Linked DNA regions of Callithrix jacchus: region 2 is linked to region 1. A link is a contact called in public Hi-C data. All regions are on one chromosome and are shown on one strand. Each heading gives the region's core, a stretch centred on a gene start, on an enhancer-like site or on the middle of the called end of the contact. The rest is flanking DNA. Distances are from core to core; before and after follow the strand shown.

Region 1 (4,953 bases), core at 2,020-4,519:
AAATAAGTTAGTAACTTTTACAGATGCTTATGGCATATCTTTAAAAATAACCCATTTTCAAAGTTGTTTGCCTAAAAGGAGTTCAACACATAGAATATTTATGTAAATATATATACATCCGTATCTCTTTGAAGTTTAAATTCTTCTTTTACTATATGTTAAACTGGGTCAATTTTTCAAGAAACATACTTAGTTCTCTCCTTTATACATACAACACATTCAAATTCCATTAATATTAATGGTTCTTACCAGCAGTCAAAAAGCTTTCCAAAACTTCATCAATTTATATAATGTACTAACATGTACACCTGGAAAAGGTGCTAAACACTTCTTAAAATAAAAATTGAGATTTCACTCAATAGAAATATCTCCATTTTGATACTTGGGGCTTCATATTCCTGTTAGCGTTAGTGAAATCTGAGAACATAGTGCCAAGCTTCTAAATGAATATAACCCTAGAAAGGATTAATAGTTTTAACTTGCATGCTGGTTGCTCAAAAACAAATATCCCCCTGTAGCTATCTAGGTACTTGGTGTGAAGTGCAACTTTCACAAAAGCCTGTCCTATGATTTCATGAATTAACAGAAACTCACTACTTGAGGTTACCTAAAAACCCATTGTAATCTCAACTGCTGGAAAAAATTATGGTTATTTGGAAGTTCAAGCTAAATGATTCCAACCCCTCCAAATTTTCAAACATCAGGAAAAGTGCAGAATGTTTTTAAGTTGAAGTAACCTCAGAAACTCACAATCTAGATTTTTCGTCTCCCAAATTCCCAATACTGATAACAGATGTCAACAGATAAGTCAATACTATGCCCTCAGTATCTAGTTCAGGGCCTGGATCACAGTAATGGCTCAATAAATATTCCAGAAAGGAATGAATGAATGAATGAATGATGAAAAAATATAGCCTTCAATAAAAAACAATAAAATGGTCTTTTTAAACTCAACATGAAACTACAAACAAAAGTAAACGCATGCTAAAAGCACCAAATTCTCTATTTATGAAACACATTTTAAACTGTTCATTCAGAAATTTTTAAGTGCGAAGGAATCACCAGATATATTAAATTTTTAGTCACTTAAACTTTTATATTCTAATAATGAAAGCTCAGCGTCGAGATAAGATGAAAAGGGGGAAACGTCTATCAATGTATTCCCCATGTTTAATGGATGCCATAAATCAAAGCTTTCCGTGAATTTTCTAGAGCATATTCATGCCAATCTTTAAGCCTATTGTCACTTTCACACATGCTCACAGGAACAAAATGACAAAGAATGCTATGCCTGAACCACTGGATTCAGGGCACAAAACACTTGATTAACAATTGTCAAGGCTCTGAATAGTAAATATCGACAGATATTTTCAAAATAAAGTACTCCCACCGATTTCTACATAAATCGAAGCTCTTGATTTCTTTAAAACATTCACGAGACTGTTGAACTTCCAGACGTTTATTTGAAAATGTGCCTACAATCTCCTCGTGTGCGACAACTGGGAGTGAACAACCCGTTTATCAACTGCGGATGAATACCGCTAACCGTTTTCCAGACAAAAGAGCGTTAAAAGACACTCCGTGCACATTTATTCATCCCCCAAAAATGTGTTTTCTCCCAGATTTTATTTTATGGCGTGTACTTAAAGTTAAATACAGCAAGTTGAAATTTTAGTCAAAAGCACGCCGGTGCCTTACAAGCTGTGTAACTGCTACATCTGGTGGCAGCACACTTGCTTGCAAGAAGCCAGAAAACTTAGAAAACAATTGTAACCGATCTGGTGCGTTTGCAGTAACCTTTACGCAGCTATTTCCCACAAAACCCACGACCCTGTCAGAGACGAACAGTAGACTAACTTGCAGCAGAGAATATATAACGCACAAACACGCAGGAGGCAACCGCGAAGAAGAGAAAGTTGCAACCATCTGGAGGGGCGGTTTTAAAAACCTGCCCACGAGTCAGTCTGTCGTTCAAATTGCTCTAGGGGACCACAGGGGATCAAAGTCTGCCTTGATAATTTCAGCGTTTCTTCCCAAAGGAGAGACCCTGCAAGCGAGGGGGTATCCTCCAGGTCCCGGGCTGCAAAGCTCGCAGAGCGGGGACCGCCTCTATGGGAGGAGTGCGCCGGGGAAGGGGAGGGGGCTCGAGGACGAAGGCTCCAGCGGGAGGGAAAACCCACCAGAGACCTGAGGCCAGGAGGTTAAGAGTACTGAGTTTACTGGCAAATGGAGCAGAAAGGGGCTCGCGTCCGGGGGGAGGCTTCCCACCCTCGCAGGACTGGCTCCCAGGAACCCCAGGCGAGTCTGTGCGCCTCTCCCCGTCCCTACCAGCGCGCAACCCCTCGTCCGTCTCCTCCGCCACCCGCGAACCACCACCCACAGCAAGCGCACTACCTCCCCGGAGTCGGGGAGCCAGGCGGCCTCGCGTCCACCTCGCCACCATCCCCCACCCCGGGGTCTGGCGGAGGAGCCCGGGGGGCACGGGGATCCGCGGCGCGGGAGTGGAGGCCGGCGAGCGGGCGGGGGCGCAGCGAGCCTTACCTTCCCTGGGCCTCCCGGATGGCGGCGTGTGATTCAGCAGGGACCTGGCCGCCGCCGCCGAGCCCGGGGTTGGAGACGTGGAGAGCTGGGACCAAGATGGCGGCCCCTCCAAACTTCCACTGCTACTTTGGACACTCATCAAGCTACTTTCTGGGAACCCGACTCCCCCCCTGCGACGGCAGCGGCGGCAACGGCACCGGCACCCGCCTCCGTCATGGCGGGGGCCGCACTGAGGGCGAGCGAGAGAGCAAGGGCAGGGAGGGGAGAGTCAAGGGGATAGGGGAGGAAACCGAGAAGAGGGGAGGTGGGGAGGAAAGAGGTGAGGGAAGGAGAGGGGACGGGGAGGAGGGAAAGGGGGAGAAGCGAGGGAGCGGGCGGGCGCGCCGGAGAAGAGGCGGAGGGAAGAAGCGCTGTGGCGGAGGCGTCGAGGGGGCGCTCGCCAGGGCCGGGGTCGGAGCGCGGGCGGAGCGCGGGCTGCGCCGGCAGAGGAGACTTCCGCGGGCGGAACCTGCCGGCACCTCTGCAGTGCGTCGGCCCCCGGCGTCGCCCGAGAGGCGGCGGCGGCGGCAGCAGCGGGCGGTGGGTGGCGGCTGAGGCGGCGGTGTAACCTCTGCATCAGTTACAGGCGGCGGCGGCGTCACGCGCCGCCTGTGCAAACACTATCGCGAGGCTCCTGCGCCTCCGGTAGCGGCGGCGACGGCGGCAGCCGCGGCCGCGGGAGCAGGCTTGGGGGAGGGACCTGCCAAGGGCTGGGGGTGGGGGCATGGGGAGGGAGCGAGCGCGCGAGGGAAGAAGCGCGGGCGCCTGGGCGCTGCTGCCGCGCCCGCGGATCGCCGCGCAGCGCAGGAGCCCCGGGTTGCCGGACTCGCGTGCGCTGGGGCAGCGTCCCCGCGCCGGCCGGAGGGAGGCGCGCCCCCGCCGCGCCGCTCCGGCCCCGGCGCTACTGCCACCTGACTCCCCCTCTCTTCCGCGGAAGCGCGCCTGGCTCCTGACCCACACCCAACCCGGGGAGAAATGCTGCTGCTCTCACTCGACTGCCACTTCTCGGGAGTTCAATGTGATTATTCCATCAAAATGGAACTGAAAAGTTGAGAGTTGCTTCTTTCTTGCCCTTCTTTACTGTGCAGAAAAACCTATGTGCGCCTCCCCGTCTGCAGAATGGGAATAATGACTGAATAAAAGAGCTATGAAAATAAACGTGGGGAGTGGGAGAATTGGGAAATAAAACTTTCTCGTGTTTTCTAAAAAAAGGGTGAAGGAATCTTTAATGAAGAAATTGAAAATTACCGGTTTTGTACACTGTATGTTGTAGCAATTCTGTTTTAAAACAGTAAGTGGAAAATCTAAATGAAAAATGTGATTACTGAATTCGCATATTTAGGAAGACTATACAGCGTTCATCTTGAAGGTATGGTTTCTAGAAATTTCTAGTTTGTTTCTAGTGTCACCGCTGAGTCTCGACTACAAAAATCGAGACTAAATTTGCTAAAATTTATAGATACAGTGTAGCTTTCTACAGACCCACACAAGTACACTCACACCAAGGATTGGGTTTCTTGAACATAAAAGAGCAGTCTAGTTCAGGAAAAATACAACAAGGTTATTTCTCTCTTTAGAAAACCAAATTTAATACAGCACTAAAAAGATTATGATATATAGCAACTGCACAGACATAAGGAAATGTCATGATTACCAGGGGGACAAAAATGTCATTTCTATTTTTTATTTTTATGACTTTGCATTCCTCATAGTAATGTTTTGTTCAGATAAATTATCATACTAGAAAAGAACCTTGATTGTCAGTTATCTCCAGAAATAATTGTGTTGTTTTGTGCTTTAGATACATTAGTGAGTTTTTGGTCATGTCAGCTTTTCAGACTTAAGAGGGACATCTCACAAATTAAACAGCTTCATTTAGGCATAATTGACAAACCGCACATATTTAAAGTGTACAATTTGATAAGTTTTGATGTGTATACATCCCTGAAACCACTTATGCAAGGAAGATCGTGAATGTATCTATCACCCTCCAAAGTTTCCTCTGCCTCTTTGTGGTTCCTCCTCCACTCTACTTCCATTCTCCATAACCACAGATCTGCTTTCTGTCATAGGGTAGCTTTCTATTTTCTAGAATTTTAGATAAATGCAAATGCAGGCGATACAGCTTGTACATTTTTTTTTTTTTTTTTTTTTTGAGGTGGAGTCTCACTCTGTCTTCCTGGGGCTGGAGTACCATCTCCACTCACTGCAGCCCGCCTCCCAGGTTCAAACGGTTCTCCTGCCTCAGCCTCCTGAGTAACTGGGATTACAGGCATGTGCCACTACACCCGGCTAATTTTGGATTTTTAGTAGAGACAGGGTTTCACCATGTTGGCCAGGCTGGTCTTGAACTCCTGACCTCAGGTGATCCAC
Region 2 (4,584 bases), core at 1,663-4,162, 180 kb before region 1:
TGACACCCCACTGCCTCTCCAGGAAGTTACACAAACATGGGTACTCTCGTCACTGACAGTTTAAAGAAAACACACTGGAGTCATTAATGGAGGTGGGCCCTGGACTTTCAGTGTGATCAGAGTTGAGGTTACACCGTATTTCCTGGCAAGAAATAGATCCAAGCCCATGCTCCATGAAGGCCACTGGGGCTTGGGATAGTAACAGTAGCCAGCGTTTATTAAGTGTTCCCTGTTGTACATGGGGTGAAGAAAGATAAGAGCGCTCTGCCCAGCAAACAACAGGAAGCACACGGGTTTCCCCCAGGCATGTTCCCTTTCAACTATATATCAAAATGTGAATTAATTCCCAACATTCAAAAACCAGAATGTTTCACGTAAATCCAGATTACTGGTTTCACTTGTCACAAGATCTGGTAACGGATCAGCCCTACAGACAAGTGAACAACCCCTGGAGTCTGCCCTCTGGTCTCCAATTCTCACAGCCCCACCTGCGAGTGCCAACCCGCCTCCCACCACCCACAGGTGCCTCAGTTTGCAGAGCCCTGTGTTATCCTGGTAGTAACATGGCTGAGGCTGGGGAGAGGGGAGAAAACAAGGCTTCCTTATAGTCAGTGGGGCCAGAACCCATGGGGACCCGGGATCAGAAAACAACATCCTTCACGAATTTCATTATTTGGGATCCAATGAATTGGGTGGAATAGGCACTAAGGTTAACAAAAATTGAAGTAGTCACTTAGTAAAGCTGAGGCAGAAAATGTCCCTGCACAATGACTGGGACAGTAACAGCAATTTGGATTTCACCAGCCTCTTTTCCTAAAGCCATATTCTGGGTCCCTAAACCCACTGATTATTTACCTTAACAACCAACTCCATTGGAATTGATCAATTCTCTTTTCCAGGGACCAAGGGTTGTGAAGAAGAGATGAATCCCTGACTGGCTTTCTTGCCCTCCACTCTCCATGCCTCACTTCCTGGACAGGGGCCTGTTTGCCCAGCTCTGCCCAGGCTGGCCTGGTTTGAGACTCACACTAGTCTTAGTGAGGCTCAGGACAGCCCTCTTCCAGAAGCACTTGAATTATGGTGACTGGGGTTGGGGTTATAGAAACTTCTCATTTCTTCTCATAAACTTGCCTATTGCCAGAATTTTTAAAAACATCTGAAGTACATTTTATTATTTTATTTTTATTTTTGAGATGGAGTCTCTGTCGCCCAGGTTGGAGTACAGTGGTGCAATCTCAGCTCACTGAAACCTCCACCTCCCAGGTTCAAGCAATTCTCCTGTCTCAGCCTCCCGAGTAGTGGGAATTACAGGCATGCGCCACCATTTGTACTTTTAGTAGAGACGGAGTTTTGCCATGTTGGTCAGGCTGATCTCAAACCCCCGACCTCAGGTGAGCCACCCGCCTCGGCCTCCCAAAGTGCTGGTATTACAGGTCTGAGCCACCGCACCCAGCTTTGAATTACTTTTTAATCACTAAAAACAATAGTGTTATTTTGATCTAGGGGGTGAATGGGAGACTTACACAGCCAAAGAAAGCCATTCATTTCCGTCTGTCCAGGACGACCCCTGCTGCAGGGGCTGGCAGCGTTTTCCCCCAGCAGCGTCATGACAGTGTCAGAGGGAGCTAAAAAAACCCAACACTGTCCCTAGATTAGAATTATCTATGAAATTTCCCTTAATACACTGGCCCTGTGACTGATTTGCAATGCTGTGTTGTGTTTGTAAATCAGTTTGGCCAGAACGAACTGTCTCTGTGTAGCTCAGACAGCTATGCTGAAAGGAGAGCCCAGAAACACAATGGCAGGAATCCACGTTGTGCCCAGGCGCTGTTTGGGGCTCTAGTGAGCTCTGGAAACAGTGTTAGCTGTCAGGTAGTGAAGTACGCATGGTTCCAACACATTCACTCAGCACCAGTGGCTAAACAACCTGTGTGCTTCGTGGTGAGGAACTACTAGAGGAGCCTCATAAAATCAAGAAAAATCAGCTGGCTGTTGTGTGAGTCCAAGAGCTCAAAGCTCATTCCAATTTCAATAGTTACTTTCCTTGGTCTCTGTCAACATTTTGTTTTTAAAGGGCTTGAGACTAATTCATTTTCCCAAATTCAGATCTCTCCTAGGTATGTAGTACAACCTGAGAAAAGAGGACAACCATCTGGGATCTTCGGCACCGTGATGCTGCCATATTGCTGGAGGGGACAGGTGAGGGTTCACTGGCTGAATCGGAAGGACACAGAAGAGGCAGGGAGGGGCCACCGGGCAGGCCTCAGGCCAGGCTCGGGTTCTGAACCTGATCCGGTGGACTGGTGTTTACCTAGAGTGAAGAAAACTGTCTTTCCTTCTTTAATAACCAATATATTTCACTTTACCACGTGTTGGGAGAACAATAGTTGCATTAGATAAGGCTAATTTTACAAATGAACTGCAGTGAGGAAAAGGACTGGTTTTCAAGAGAAGTGTTGGCTTGATGGGAGATGCAGGCGCCGTGCTGGGTGAATTCTTGGCCCCAGGAAGCAGAGCTCAAATCGCGGCCCCCGCTTCACAAGCGGGCAGGCTTTGGGGTAGGAGCTGAATCCACGTAGATTTGCGCGGTCCCAAGCCTCAGTTCTGTCCCCACGCGGCAGGCTCCTGGAATGACATTCACCTTTGTTCAGGGACTCCTGTCTTATCGGCGCCCACATGGAGAGGGATCCGAGCCAAGAGGGCCTCCCGAGCCTGGCCCGCAGTGCGCGCCATGAGCCACCAGGTGGCGCCGGGATCCTGGGAAAGCCGCGCCCCGCCAGCGGCCGCGGGGTCTCCGGGCCGACCTCGCAGGGCCCCTGGGCGGGGCCGGACCGTTGCGGTCGAGCGCTTTCTGTTCTTTGGAAGACTAGTTCTGGGCCCCCGCTTTCTTTCCATCGCAGGCCCAGTGCGGATGCGTGGGGGATGCAAATATCCTGGGCGCCTTCACCAAACGGTGCCCCCTTTAACCAGATGTGAAGGCAAACCTCTCCACCCCAGAACCCGTTGGGTGCCGCGGAGACGCCTTTCGGTGGCTGAGAAACCCTCAGACGCCGGGGAAGCACCACGGGTCTGAGCGCCCAGTGCGCTAGGCTCGGGGCTGGCTTCCCTCCCCGGGGCTGGAGCCTGCAGGAGCGCCGCCCTCACCCCGTTCCCTCCGAGGGCGGCGCGGGTCTCCGGCCTGGCCCGAAGCCGGCTGCTTCCCTCAACCTCGTCCTCCTCACATCTGCGGAGCAGAGGCTCCTGATACTCATAGGCCCAGGGGTGGTGCGGCTGGGTCTGGGCCCAGGTGTCCCTTGTCCTAAACCATCCCACTGCGCTGCCTGTAAATTAGCCATTTCGGATCTAGCGATGAGCAGAGAGCACAGAATAGCCCAGGGGCCAGGTAACTAACAAGTGCGGGATCAAGTAGGGCGTTCGTGAGGAGCTACTGTTAGGTCTTGGAAGGATGCATAGAGGTTCCCTTAGGTGGTCAAAGCCGAAGGGCATTGAGGCAAAGGGAACAGCATCCGCAAGGACACGCAGGAATGTGGCACGTGGTGTGCCCCAGAACTACAAACCGCTCTGGTGGCTGGAATGTGAAGGGTCAGGTACGGAGTGGTAGCAGTTACCATAGAAAGGGAAGCTGGCCAGATTGCCAAAGGCCTTGAATGCCATGCTCCGGGGCTTAAACTGCACTGCCCTGGGGAGTTTATAAGGAGGGTGTTTTTTGTTCTTGGCAGGGAAGTACCCAGGGAGCTTGCCCCTTACATAGGTCAGTGGTCTGAAAAACCTCCTTTTTAGCAAGCAGAAGCCTTTTGTAAATAATAATAATAATATGTATATATAATCATATAGAACATAGACTCAAAAGCCAGGCCAATGTGGAGCTGCCGGCAGCCTCCTGCGAGTAGGAGGGCAAGAAAGGCGGGGCTCCTTCCTGAGGAAGAAGCCATAGTCACCCCTAGCAGGATGGCGTGGGAGAAATCTCAGGAGCTCATTATCTCCAAAAACTAAAGCCCAGCAAAGTGCTGTCCCCTACCTCATCCCCCATCCTCCCCCTGCCTGCTCTAGATGTGGCTGGAGTAACTTACATTTCCCCTGATCTTGTAGTGAACTGGGAAGAGCTAAAAGCTGGGTGGGGTGACAGGACGTCATTTTTCTTCTCCAGCTCTTGAGCCAAAGGACTCTTTAAATCTGAGCTCGGAAAAGCAACCATGGACCAGCACTTCTCAACCCTGGTGGCTTTGAAAAATACTGATGCCTATGGACCAGGGACAGCAGTGTGGAGATCACTCTCGATTACATCATTTTATAGATGAAAAAAGTGAAATCCAGAAAGGTTAAATGTCTCTCTGACAAGCATACGGCTAGGGGATGGTAGAGCTGGGCCTATACCTAGCGCCCAGGTGGAAATCGGAACCATGTGGGGCTTGTTTCAGCAAGTCTGAGACACGGGGCAGTGGGGGGCGGGGCCAGTGGAACAGAGAGAACAGGCTGCAGCAGCAGGGCTGCGTGGAGGACCTGGGTACAAGGTCCTGAGGGGGCCGGGGTCGTGGGGGATTCTCAGAACTCAGCCCCAGGGCTATTAGTGTCTTCACTTCGATC

The links. A called contact is a pair of places that touch in the nucleus more often than the background predicts.
Region 2: a contact with region 1 is called in a Hi-C map of skeletal muscle, with 6 times the contacts expected there. The contact joins the promoter of LOC144582935 here to the promoter of TLK1 in region 1. A contact is called at or near these places in 2 of 3 Hi-C or Micro-C datasets (both in skeletal muscle).

The regions. Positions count from the first base shown.
Region 1 is chr6:58,373,927-58,378,879 of calJac240_pri, reverse strand. TLK1 (tousled like kinase 1) reads right to left here and starts at 3,269. Exons shown (of 22, transcript XM_078327412.1): 1 at 2,542-3,269.
Region 2 is chr6:58,552,383-58,556,966 of calJac240_pri, reverse strand. LOC144582935 reads left to right here and starts at 2,912. Exons shown (of 3, transcript XM_078375630.1): 1 at 2,912-2,978; 2 at 3,038-3,382; 3 at 4,148-4,346. The coding sequence starts at 2,912. The coding sequence ends at 4,227.